2 separate regions of the Triticum aestivum genome follow, and region 1 is linked to region 2. Evidence: chromatin contacts called from public Hi-C data. All regions are on one chromosome and are shown on one strand. Each heading gives the region's core, a stretch centred on a gene start, on an enhancer-like site or on the middle of the called end of the contact. The rest is flanking DNA. Distances are from core to core; before and after follow the strand shown. Region 1 holds the start of LOC123161355 (calcium/calmodulin-regulated receptor-like kinase 2). Region 2 holds the start of LOC123156427 (DNA topoisomerase 1).

Evidence for each region. Hi-C and Micro-C count contacts between places; a contact is called where the count stands out from the background.
Region 1: a contact with region 2 is called in a Hi-C map of leaf, with 4 times the contacts expected there. The contact joins the promoter of LOC123161355 here to the promoter of LOC123156427 in region 2. A contact is called at or near these places in 3 of 5 Hi-C or Micro-C datasets (all in leaf).

Annotation. Positions count from the first base shown.
Region 1 is chr7B:141,777,730-141,784,904 of IWGSC CS RefSeq v2.1, reverse strand. It overlaps LOC123161355 (calcium/calmodulin-regulated receptor-like kinase 2), which reads right to left and starts at 3,520. Exons shown (of 8, transcript XM_044579198.1): 1 at 3,251-3,520; 2 at 2,561-3,024; 3 at 2,201-2,354; 4 at 1,704-1,830; 5 at 1,433-1,518; 6 at 1,277-1,348; 7 at 648-851; 8 at 52-569. The coding sequence starts at 2,913. The coding sequence ends at 270. LOC123158591 reads right to left here. Exons shown (of 3, transcript XM_044576505.1): 3 at 6,900-7,175. The coding sequence ends at 7,117.
Region 2 is chr7B:141,650,924-141,657,434 of IWGSC CS RefSeq v2.1, reverse strand. It overlaps LOC123156427 (DNA topoisomerase 1), which reads left to right and starts at 4,836. Exons shown (of 24, transcript XR_006478080.1): 1 at 4,836-5,082; 2 at 5,610-6,511.

The sequences.
Region 1 (7,175 bases), core at 2,271-4,770, 130 kb before region 2:
TTATGCTGCTGTGATATTTATTGTCTAGTTCATGCAGCAACATTATGAACATAAGGTCAGCATGCAGTTTAATGTCCCCTTCATCGATTTACACTTTCTAGCATTTGTTACTAGAGTGTTCATATTACCAATTTGCCAGTCTATCAATTGAGAGACGGTCATCCTGCCAAACTCTACCTTCTGGATTATTTACATCTATTCCAACCCAAGTTAGACACCTTCAAAGGCCAAAACTAACTGATGATTTCATCAAATAGCAAGGAGGGACTTCAGGCTCCTACCGGCGTGAGTTCTTTCATGCCGGCGAGATCGCTGAGCTCCACGTGCTGGTACTCTATCCTCCTTAGCACGGTCCTGGTCTCGCTCCTCGGCAAAGTCATCTGCCGCTGCCTTAGCCTTGAAATGGCCTGGGTGACCTCTGATATCCATGGCCGCTTCCTTGGGCTCCTGTTGATGCACCGGTAGGCGACATCGGCAAGGACCCTTGCCTCTTCCGGAATGCTCCCACCAAGGAGGTTCTTGTCGAGTATCTCATCCCAGTCCACCTTTCCTTCCCCTCCAATCGCTGCCTAAAAAGGAGAGGTGCGTAATGCTCACTGACTGAAATCTTGTCAGAAAATACTGTAAGAATGCCTGAAATCACTTACTAGGTCAATGTACTCCATTAAGCCTTGTTGTGGATTTATGGCTGTTATGAGTTCAAAAAGTATTATGCCGAAACTGTAAACATCGCTCTTCTTTGTGAACTTGTTGGTGGACATGTAATCAGGGTCCATATACCCATAGGTGCCCTTGAGACCTGACTTACTTCCATCAAATACTTCCTCCTTTGATAGACCAAAGTCTGCAACCTGCATGCACCAAGTAAAACAAACAGAGCACATTAGCATAGTTATTTTCAAGCAAACAATTTTCTGCCATGGAACTGATACCATTATTTTAGTTGCATGCGTCTTCCATCAGAAATATCTTTAGCAGGTTCAGTTGATCACTGAACTGCAGACACATCGTGGTGAGACAGTATTGGTTCAGCTAAACAACTTGCATCCAACAGGAGCAGGTTAGTTTATTACTAATGAACTCGTGATAGAGACAATACTGGTTAGCTAAACCATCAGCATTAGCAGGTTCAGTTGATCACTGAACTGCAGACTCATCATGACACAGTAGTATTGGTTTAGCTAAGGTGGCAGCATAATAACACCTAAAAGTACACATAAAGAACAAAAGGCATTTGCAATGATCAGCATAAATACTCCATCATAAATTGCCTAACCTTGGCCCTCATTGATTCGTCCAAGAGTATATTAGCAGACTTTAGGTCTCGGTGAATAACAGGCGGGACAGCCTGCACACATAGTCGTAGCTTTGATCAATTGCAAGATCAGGTCATTAACAATGGAGGTACGTGTTTAATAGCCATCAACTGTACCCCTTCATGCAGGTACTCAATCCCATGAGAGACATCGTGAGCTATTTGTAGCCTCTCTTGCCAGCTCAAACTCCGTTTATTATCACCTAACAGGACGTGGTATGAAAATAATTAGAGAGAGAGAGAGAGATTTCTTGATTCACTGCAACATTTTAGTTTATTCCCCTTCCAATGCATGCCATGCTACATGCCAAGTGCAGAATTACTACACAGATGGTTTTGTTCCTTTTCATGTTTCATCACCGAAAAGTAGAGGAATTGTCTCCCTTACCATACAAAAGGGTCGCCAAATTCCCGTTGCTCATGTACTCGTACATCAGAATGTGTTGGCCTTTTTCCACGCAATATCCAACCAAATTGACAAGATTTCTATGATGCAGCCGGCTAAGCAAAATTACCTGCAAATGAAGGCGTGATCATGATTATAGCTCAGTTTATCAGAGTCAAATGCTTCACTACCAACTACTACTCAACATGGACTAAAGATATTGCAAGTTGCACTGCCTTTACCCGCACCATGTGTCATCACTCAAGAACATAATTACATGCTGACTATCTACTACCAAAAAGAGACGGCCAATAACTTTGCACAACCAAAATTAAGATATGCCAATTCTTCGTGCCAAATCAACTGGAAGCCAAAATTTTGTTAGCTTGCCTCAGTTTTGGGTTGCAGACAGTTGGAGCAAAACCCAGCTGGCTATGATACATGATCTATGGATCTCCAAATCAAGTGATCGCCGGGACTGACCAGAAAAGTCACCTTACCTCTGTCTGGAACTCTCTTTCCCCCTGCGTAGAATCGCTCGCGAGAACCTTTACGGCCACGACTTCACCGGTAGCCATTACAGCCTTGTACACAGGACCAAACGACCCTTGCCCCAGAATCGTGGTGAAGTTGTTGGTAGCCTTCTGCAGATCCCTGAGCAACCAACCAACAGCAGTCACTCACATGGAGCAATCAGAAAATGTTACTCTGTTTTTTATTTTTTGGCTACTCACACCAACACCAGCATTCACGGTATGCATCATGGTATGAGTTTCATATGGGCTGATAGGAACTGGAATCACAGCAATGAAACGAAAACGGCACGAGGATTGCAATGGAGGAGTAGTTGCCATACATACTTGTAGTGGTACTTGGGGATCCCGGAGACGGACAGGGGCTGGTCCCTGCCGTTGGTGGCGCCCCGCCAGCCCCAAAAGGCGACGCGCTTCCCCGGCGGCAGCGGGTTGTGGCCCCAGTCGGCGACGCCCTCGGAGACAACGGAGATGGAGACGCTGGAGTCGAGGCTCGGGGTGGAGCCGTTGGCCCGCAGCGTGGCCGTGGAGGACTCGAGCGACCGCGTCCGCGTCCGCGCCACGACGCTGGCCCGCCGCCGGTACATCCAGATGGCCAGGAACACGCACGCCGCCGCGAGCACCGCCGCGCCCACGCCGGCGGCGACCACGATGGCCACGACCTTCGCCCTATCCGCCATTCCCGTGCCTTCGCGCGGGGGCCAAGACCATGCCGGTGCGAGACGAACCCCGGCGCAGGCGCAGAGCGGCGACCGCGTCGGCGCGCACTCTCTAGGCTCCTCCCGCTCCTCCTGCCACGGAGCAGCACAGCAGCACGCGTCAACAAGCAATCTCGAACCCGAAATCCTCGCGGCGCGACGTACGGACGCGTCACGCGCCTAGGGAACAAGCAGTCCCGCGCCAGAATTCCGCGGCGCGGCGCGCCATGAAGGCAACCCCGCGTCGGAATTGGGTGATCGGGTCGCCCGAAATAAAAGCGATCTGTCCAAAAAGCCGGGCGGGAGGCGTGCATCATACCTCAGCGCCTTTGTGCGCGAAGCTTCCGGCCTGGGACGGCGACCCCGAGGGAGCAGAGCAAGGGGAGGAGCAGGGCGAGGATCGGCGGAGACGACGACGCGCGCGCGCGAGAGAGAGGTCTCCTCCTTCCTTCCTGCCCGTGCTCCGGCTGTTGCTTTCGCCGCGCGGGTTCGGGAGAGGGAGAGGGGAGGCGGAGGGAGGAGGAATTCAGACCCGGTGGGCGCGTGGAAAAGGCGGCTGCGTGTTTTGGAGGTGGACGCAGTCCAAGCGCTTCATCACAGGACAAGACTGAGAGTAATTAATGTCTACGTACTGTGCATCTTTTTGTTTGGGGACGAAATTAATTATAGTAATTTATTAGTAATATCCGTCTCTATCTCTCTCTCGCTCGCTTCCTCTTTGATCTTTTCCTGAATATATTTTCTCTTCTTTTTGTTTCTGATGAAGATGGAGGCAGAGCAGTTGGTGGTTTGATGGGAGCCGCCGGTCATGTGCGAATGGATCCCGCCGGTCACAGGGTGTGCATGCAATTTAAGGCAGAGACACAAGGGAACATTGTCCGTCCGTCACAATGTTACCTACTCCCTTCGTTCTTAAAAAAATGTACTTCTAAATTTGTTAGAAAGTCAAACTTTTTTATGTTTGATTGTATTTATGCAATAATAGACCAATATTTATGCCATCAAATTATTAGCATTAGATTTATGATAAAATATATTTTCGTCGTATACCTATTTGGTTTCACAAATATTGACATATTTTTGCACAAACTCGGTCAAACTTTGAGATAATTTGACCCTCCAACAAAGTTGAAAGTACACTCTTTTAAGGACGAAATGGGTACACATCAAGAGACCATTAAGTTTGGCGGAGAGAGAGAAGGCTCTCTTTATTTCAAATGTTTGCCCCCTTTCAGTGGGGGTGAGGAGGATGGAGACTATACGGGCGCATGGTTAAATACTTAAATATATATCCCTTAGGCTACAACATACCATGAGGGTATTTTTGTTTTTATGGAGAATCTTAAATCAATATTATGTCGGAATAACCTAACAATATAACAATGAGAAGTATATCCCACATAATATTGATTTAATGGTTACTCGATGGGTGAAGAACAAAACTATCCGTGACTCCAATGAGGCTTTTATAAAAAAGCAAATAAGCTTCTCTAAAGCAATGCATATGCGTTAAACATGCTTGCTTTACCGGTAACATATTTGTATATATTATCTTGAAGGCAAACATATTTGTGTTTTGGACATTTTGCATGGCTTGTCAATCTAAAAATGTGTGATATATGTGGCTCCAATCTCCTTTTCTAAGAAAAATGTATGATATGTACGGCTTCAATTTCACAAAATATTCCTTAATGGGGCTCAACGTTCCCGCCAATAAAAGAAAAAGAAAAACCGGGACTCGGCCAAATTTAAGCGTGGCATACTATAGAAATGTCTTTATCACGGTTTTCTTTAAATGTGTTGCCAATTCAAGAATAATAGTAACCTGTGTATGTGTGACAAGTCAATGTTAGAGACGTCTGGAGAGGGACATAATTTGGAAATAACGACGGAAATCACAGGACTGTCACTGTATCACATTTGTCACTCCGGTAGGTAATTTGGACAAAAGGGAAATCACAAGGCTGTCACTGCATCGCATTCGTCACTCCCGTAGATAGTTTGAAAAAGAAAATATCATCACAAGACTGTCACTGTATCACTCAATATGGGAATGGGCCGACCCGGACCTGGCCTTGGACCCGGCCCTGTGGCCCCAAGGCCAATATGTGAGGCCATGGGTCGGCCCATTTCATCAGAAATTGGTGGCCTCATTGACCCGTTGGGCACATGAGGCCGGCCCAAAATCCAGCGAATTCACACTTACATCTCTGTTTACAAAGAAATAGCATGGCGGGTCAGTCTAAATTTCTGAACCATCCTGCTTCAACACTACCAAGCATTAGTCAATACTAAGTTATTTTGAATAGATATATTGTGTTGGATGTGAGGTGCGTACGTCCTGTCTTGTCTTTCCGTGAAGTGGGATGCAGTAGGCTGGGCATTCAGCGAACGATAAATCTCTAATGCATTCAGGCAAGCTAACCGGAGGAATAATCTCTCAATGCATTCAGCTGGCTACTCACGTATTGGACTTCGCATATGTAAAAAAATGATTTAGGCAGGACGGGCCACGGTAGCTCTGTCGGTAGATACAAGTAACTTATACTGTAGTATCTATTGCCCGTATCAGAATGGGTCGACCCATCTGACCCAATGGGTCGCACGGTGCCGGCTCCACTGACCCGTATATCATTTGAGGCCAACCCACTTGACCCATTGGCCTTGACTTTTTGGGCCGGGTCAGTGACCCGGCGGGCCGACCCGGCCCATTCCCATCTTGATGTATCACATTCGTCGATCCGGTCAGGCAGCCAGGGAGGGAGAAATGAAGACCAATGGCAAGGCAAAAATGCTCGGCTCCGCTGGTCGCTACGGCTACCGGTCAAAGGGGGTTTAGCATGGACGGATCTGATTAGCGAGAGAAATCCTCGCCCAGTGTCGTCCGGTTCTTCCAACTGCCACCTTCCGGACGGCAGCGTGCCTCGTCTCGTCTCATCTCATCTCATCTCTCTGCTTTGAGCGTAACGCCTGCCTTGTCCGGTGGTCAGTGGTGGCGACCGCCGGCGCCGTTTCGGCCGCTTAGATCCTTCTTCCGACCTCGTCTGCGAGGAAAATTACTCTCAATGTCCTTTCGAAGTCTTGGTGTTGACGTTTTGTTTTTAACTGATGATGATGCCGTCGGTTGTGTCTTGCGTGCCTGTTGTTACAGTGCTGGCCGTCCTTTTCTGAACTTTGTCGATGCGCTTTTACAAGGTGGAAAACAAAACTTTGCTTGGATGGTTATAAAAAGACCGCGGGTAAAGGGCCTCTAGCTTAACACAAAAATTACACTCATATTGGGAACTGAATTGTGGAACCAAGAGGCAGAAATTCAAATGCGTCTGATCCGGGTCAAGCCTAAATGGATTTTGTGTGTTCTCGTAGAGAAATAGTTGAAAATTTTCTTTTGTGATTAACGAATAGACAAATGCCAACTTAGCTTTTTTTAAATCCATTAAATATGTTCTGCCAAACCAACCTAGAGCTGCTTACCTCACATTCCCTTCATTCGTGCAAATAGAAACAATGCAAGTTGCATTCCAGCTTGTATAAATCATTTGGGTAAAGCATTGGACCTAACAATCATAATCTTGGAAAGTTTCAGTAATGCCTCTCCTCAGGGAAAGACTTTAGGAGGTCAAGCAACCAATAGCAGCTAGTGACACTTAGGCCGCGTTCGGTAGTCATCCGCGGAGCGAAGCGCACGGAGCGGGCTTTAAGTAACTCTGCAAATTATAGCTTTAATCAGCTGGATTGCCGCTCCGCTCCGGCGCGGAGCCACGGAGTGGAGGGAATCCGAACGCGGCCTTAAATACGCAAAATTTGCGACGAACAATTACGGTACAACCCCCAGCTGGGTTTCCCTCCTTGGGAGACTTTTTGTCCAGCAAGCCATTAACAGCCAGCGTTCACAAATCCGGGCATGTGAGACCAGTTCCGGGCTCCAGGCGCACCAACCATTGCCTCATATAAACCAGCAACCATTGTTTCAAGTACTATGTTTCTTTTGTTATTATTCTTGGTTGAAACACATTCAAGTACTATGTTCCTTGTCATGGACTAGGCCTAGCAACCACTACACAGCTAGGAAACCCCAAAAAACGCCACAGAAATGTACATACAACATCTGTCTATGCACTAGCTAAAACAAAAGAATTCTTCCTCTCGCAACTGCAAAAGACAATTTGAGACACTGTCTAAACCCTAGCGAGAGGCAGCAGTTTGATCCATCTGCTTGCTGGCCAACACCGAACTGATGGCTT
Region 2 (6,511 bases), core at 3,587-6,086:
TTGCCAAGCCCCTTGGTGCGGGAGTAGCCGTCTATCTTGAGGACATGCGACCCGGACACGGCTGGAGCGATGATGGCCGACGCGGTCAGCGACGGCCCGTCGTTGTTGCCCACGGGAGACGGAGAAGAGGTGGGCATTGGCGAAGCCGTGAAGGCGAGAGGAACAACCGAACTGGTTAAGATACGCCAAGATTACAATCAAAACGAACTGGCAATAAATCTGAATCTGCGTGCTGGGCCGCGGGTGATCTCCTTCCTCTTATCCTGGTCGCATTGTGATTCGTAGCATGGACGAATCGTGTATGGCTAACCCTCAGTTGGAGCGAGAGGTGGCGGAACGACGAGTTGGGCGATGTGGCCGCGCGGGCGAAGGGGCTGCCCGAAGAAGCGGCGACGGCGGCGGCAGCTCGTGGCGGAAGGTGGAGGAGCTTGGCGACGCGGGAGGAAGAAGGCGGGGAAGCTGGTCGAGTGGACGGCGGCTAGGGATTTGGGGATGGTTGTCTGTCACTGGGAGGGAAGACGAGATTGGGGATTCTTCTTTTTTTTTTTTCTTCTCTTCCTCTTTCGTTCAGGCACAGGTACAGAAGAGAACGCGCCCAAAGTTTTCACCTTCGCAGTTCGCACGCCCACTCGAGCCAACTACTCCCTCAGTTCCCAAATATAAGTTTTTTAGGAATCTAAATATAAGTTTTGGTTACAGTGAGGAAACAACTCTTAAAAAACAGTTAGACGCTCCTTTGGTCGCTCCCGCGGGCGGCCTAGGAGCGAACCCAGCCCCCGTCCATCCTCCTCGCCGCCGCCGGAGGGCGTCGCCGGGCAAAGCCCGGGCGGCGGCGAGGCCCTTCCCTCCTCTCGCTCGGGTTTGGGTGGCGTGGGCCGCTCGATTCAGCAGGGGTTCATGCTCTGGCGAGAGCGCTCGTGCTCGAGGCGTCGCGGCGCGTGCGAAGGGGGTCGCGGTGGCTTGGTCGGCACGGAGGTGTGGGTGCGCGACGCTGGCAAGTGGAGGTCCGAGGCGAGGCCCGTGCGGCGGATCTGGCTGCCCCGACGACAGCTTTGGGCGTCGTTGGGGCGTGGTGATCGGGGCGCCGCAGTGGTGCGGCTGCGCAGGGCCGGCGAGTGGAGGTCTGTAGAGCAGCGGATGTAAGGGGCGGATGGGGGTGGATCTGGCGCGACCAAATGCATCAAGGGGCATGGCGCGCGGGGGGACGGGCTCGCGGCGACCGCGAGCAGCGTGGCCGCGCGGTCTCGGCAGGGACGTGGCGCGTGCGGCTGTCGGTGGCTGCACGCGGTGAAGATGTGGTGCTGCTAGAGGTTGCGCGGATGTGGTGCTACAGGGGCTGAGGCTGGACGCCGGGGCGGCGGCCCCGGAGCTTGGGTGTTGTTCCTGCTGGGCGACGCGGTGATGTTGGCTGCGGACCGAAGCGCGACGGGTCGTGGGGCTTGGCGCTCAGATCTGAAGTCAGCGTGGGTGCTCAGGCTCTGGCCTGGGCGACCGACGAGGCATCCCATCCTGCCGCGGCGACGGGGATGCAAGATTTGGCTGCCGGGGTGGCTGATGCATGGAGGTGCGGCGAGGGTAGGTCCAAAGGTGGGCTGTCGGATTGGCTGTCGACCAGAGGATTTCGAGGGCTGGGTGAAAACCCGTTTCTGGCCATGGCTGGAGCCTGTGACGGCAGCGTCTGTGAACGTCGTGACCTTCCCGTCGACGGGATGCTCTCTTTTCCTCCGCGAGGGACAACTCCGGGGGAAACTCCAGACCCGAGGGTCGGTCGTTGGCGGCGTGTTGACGTCGTTTACCTCTTGAGGGCATCGATTTTGGAGGTTAATCCAGTCAGAGGGGCCAGTGAGTGTGTTGGGAGGTTGGGTGGTGGAAGGCGTTGATGTGGCGTCGAGGCTTCTGTGGCAACGATGATGGGGCGAGTGAAGTCGGAGGCGTTGCGGTGGTTGCGGTAGTCGGCTCTTCTCCGACGTGTCTGTGAGAGTACCTCAGTTTGTTTGTTGCGGTGAAGTCAGAGCTGCGGTGGCGGGGCCCTGTGGCAATGATGACAGGCAGCAGGTGGCCCGTTCGGTGGTTTTCCACGGTGCCAGCCTGGCATGGTTCTTCTTTGGATCTCTCCTTCAGAGTAGGAGCTGCGTCGCTCTCGACGCGGGAGGCTAAGTTCTGGCATGGTCTATATGTGCCGCTCAGCGGTTTGTGACGATTTTCGCCCGGTTCTTCGTTAATTAACTGGGCAATTCTCTTCTGCTTAATTAATGGATGAGGTAAATCTTTTGCCTCCATTTCGAAAAATATAAGTTTTTTGAAGATTCCAACAAGTGACAGGCCAATTAACGACGAACCTCGCTCCGCTCGCTCGCCAGAAGTTAGCCTTTCTCTTTATACTTGAATTTGAAGCATAACATAACAATACATATTAATCTGCTTTAAAGAGAAAACATGTAGTACTATTTTATTAAAAGGAAAAAATAAGGTTAAACACGAAAAACATGTAATCCATTTCTTCTCCGAAGCAGTAGTAATGATTATATTGCCATACATCATTCATTCCACCAACTACTTGATGGACCAAAAATAATTAAAATGGAGGACATGCACGAAGACCTTCATGTCATTTTGATTTAATCTAGATGCTAAATTAGCTGTAACTAATATACTTATAAGCTTTGTTGTTATTGGTCGCGATATTTTTTGGTTTCACCTTTAGTCTACCCCAACTTCTTTGGACTAAAGGCTTTGTTGTTGTTGTAATACACTTATAAGCTCTTTCTAGCATTTTTTTTTCATTTTTTAACTTTCGTTTATACTTTCAAATATTCTAAATAAATATATTACAAACACTATTCTTAAAACATTTACAAAATGCAAATCAAGCATTTAAAAAAATGTTAATTGTGTATAGAGAAAATGTTTCTCATGTATACGGAAAATGTATACAAAAAATAAACAAATTGTGTGAAAAAGTTGATCATGTATTTTTAAAAAGTTAAATCCACGCATTTAAAAACATGTTTAACAAGTATTTTAAAAATGTGAAATTTGTATAGAAAAATTATTGACCATGTATCAAAAAAAGTTTAACAAGTATTTGAAAAATGTTAAATTTGTGTATAAAAAATGTTGATCATGTATCAAAAAATGTTAATTTGTACTCCCTCCGTAAAGAAATATAAGAGCGTTTGGATCACTAAAGTAGTGATCTAAATGCTCTTATATTTATCTACTGAGGGAGTATTTAGAAAATGTTAATCAAGTTTTGATTTTTTTTCAAATGTGTAATATAAAAATTATTGACCATCTATTAAGAAAATTTAGATTTGGTATTTGAAAAATGTTATTCAGGCGTTTGATTTTCTAAAAATATTTATAGAAGAAATGTTGGCCAAGTACTAAAAAAAATTTAGATCTTGTGTTTACAAAATGTTACTTAAGCATTCGAAAAAATGCTAAATGTGTATAGAAAAATGTTGACCATGTATTAAAAAATGGATATGGTATTTGAAAAATGTTGCTCAAACATTTAAAAAATGTTAAATGTGTATAGGAAAAAATGTTGATCATGTATTAAAAATGTAGATATGTTATTTGAACAATGTCACTCCAGCATTGAAAAATGTTAAATGTTTATAGAAAAAATGTTGACCATGTATTCAATAAATGTTAATCTTGTATTTGATAAATATTAGAAAAATGTATTAGATATATACCGAATATTAGGGCTGGGCGTTCGGTTGATATGGTTTGTACGGTTCAGTTTATTCGGTTTTTTATAATTTTGATTTTGGAGAAAGGCAACTGAAATAATCACACAAACTAGCCACCAAAACTTATTAATCAAAATAAATCGGTTTGGTTTATTCGTTTAACCAAAAAAACGAAGTACATGTACCCATCAGTCTGAGAGACCTGACTCATGAACAACGATTTACATTGTACATAATGTATACAATAATCACAAGAGCTAGTTGTAAGGATACACTAGCTCATGACAGCCGTTTATGCAAAACAATAGTAAACTATTTCTAGTAGATCAAATCAGTGGCGAATCTAGCACAGAAATGAAGGGTAGTCTCAACTCCAAAGGGGGTTGATCTTTTTTAGTATGAAAACAACACATAACGCATACACGCAGCCAGGCAAGCTAACTCAGGAGGCCCCCCTTCATCTTTGTATGTAATCGAAAGATCATTAATAAAGAACACTTGATTGATTACTTTTAATCAACATATGTCTCTCTAAGCGTTGGGACGCTCGGTCGTGAAAAAGCTTATCCGGTCTCTCTAGTCTATTTTTAAACAGTGTGCAAGACCTTTTTTTTTGAGTAAACAGTGTGCATGACCTGCTCCTTAGGCCCTGTGCAATGCAAGGTGCTTGGGGTAGGTGCTTAAAGAAATAAACCAGTTTTTCTCAAAGCACCGGTGCTTATTTATAGAAGGTAGACACTTAATTAAGCATTTGTCCTGTAGAAATAAGCACCGATGTTTAAGAAAATTTCGGTTTGTTTTACTAAGCATCTCTCTAAGCACATTCCATTGTATAAGTCTTAGAAGGCTCATGAAGAAGCGCTTGGTAGCTAGTTCTTTTAGACAAGCTTGTTAGCTAGTTGTTCCGTCGGGGAGAGGATGTGCTGCGGAAAAATTGGGCCTTGGAGAGCACGCACGTTCTCTATCGCCCGTACCACACACACAGGCATTAACACCCGCTGGCGGCTGCCCCGCGGGCCCAAGAGCAAGAGAGGCCCAGGGACAGCCACGAGGCGCCAGAGCCGAAGAGAAAGAATGGTGGCGTGGCTCGCGCTGTGGGAGGGCCCGAGGGAGAACCGCTCCTGATTGAAGGGCAGAGGCGTCCGCGGCCATTGGGACTGGAAGCCGCCGCCGCCTCTTCCCCCCCTCCCCCCCTATCCACTCCCACCTAAAACCCTAGCTAGATCCCCTCAGCCAGCCGCCCATGCTCCTCCTCGCCTGAGCTCCGCCCCTGCCCCCGCCCCTCTCAATGGCGCTCCAGCTTCGCCGCCTCCTCCCGCACGGCTACGCGCACCGCGCCGTCACCCTCGCCACCAAGCCGCTGCCGCCGGCGCCGGCCATGGTAATTAATTCATTTCCATTCGCCTCCTGCTCGTTACTACCAGCACGCTTCCCCGTCTGATGGGGCGTTCGCGGGTGAGCGATGGGTGTTCGACGTTTTGCCTGTGTGACCAGTTTCGATGGGAGCAATTTGCCTTGTTGACACAGTAGTGGTACAATGCCAGTGGTGGTTGTCCATTGTCCATAGTTCATTTGACCATGTAATGTTATGTCAGCACACCGGCATTCATGTTGCCAGAAAAAGACATGCTTTACCGACACACCATGTGTTGAATCACTGTATCGAAACACACAATGCTTTAGTTTTATATATACTGCTCTAGTTAGACCACTGCTTCTTCTGTAGCATCATTCATTTTTGTTAACACGACTAAGATTAATATGGCACTGATAGACCGACAATGCTTTTCCCCTTGCACCATGCTTTTCTTTTACAGTATTTTTTGTCATGATTCTGTCCAATAAGCATGATCAAACACGGATTTTTATGCATGCTCTCTAAGTATTGTGTATGTGTTACCTTTGCAGCTTCACTTTGGGACTTCCCAGAGATACTCATGCTCCTTCATGCCTTATTCGCCTCTCCGTCCTTGTCAAATGTGTGGAGTCGCAGTACGGAATAGTGCAACGAGGAAAATGTCTCTAAGAAATAGCTCTCAGCTCGCCCTACAGCTCAGAAGCAGTGCCTTTTTGACTACTGGGCTCTCGGGGTACCACAGTTCTGTAAGTTCCAGGGCTGCAGCTATCTGTGGAGTTGCTTTAAAGGCTACCAGTAGTGTTAATTCACGGCTCTTCTCGACTGCATATGGTAAAAAGTTAAGGCTTCTCATTAGAAATAAGAGCTCATTTAGCCATCCAAATATAAATAGGGAAGATGGGAGTGCTGCCCATAGTTACGTCCATAAATCTGAGAGACGCAAAAGCACACTAGCTGCATGTAGCACCATCGCTGATGAGGCTTCCACATCTACTAGCAAGTGCAGCGAGAGTGGTACAGATACTAAAAAGGACATTGCAAAGAAGAAGAATTCTAGAGGCAGCAAAAAAGAAGTTAGTGCAGATGTGAAAGAAAAGAAAGTTTCTACCAAGAAAAAGAGCACTTCTGCTAAAACTAGTAAAACAGCAGCAAAGACAACTGAGAAAGCTAGTGCGAAGCAAGAAGAAAAGAAGGTCGACGCATCTAAACCAAAGAAAGGGGTTGGTAGTTCCAAAGAGAAAAAAACAGTAACCAGATCGAAGAAACCTGTGAAAGCAAAGGAGTCAGCTGCTATTGCAGCCGCTGAAACAAAGAATTGCATGGAGACCACTGTTGATAGTTCTGGTAGCGAGAGGAGGCCACTTGTACCTCTTTACCCCCCGGTAGCTAAATCAGTAGTTGTTGTTGAATCAGCTATAAAAGCAAAAGTTATTCAAAAATACCTTGGGGACAT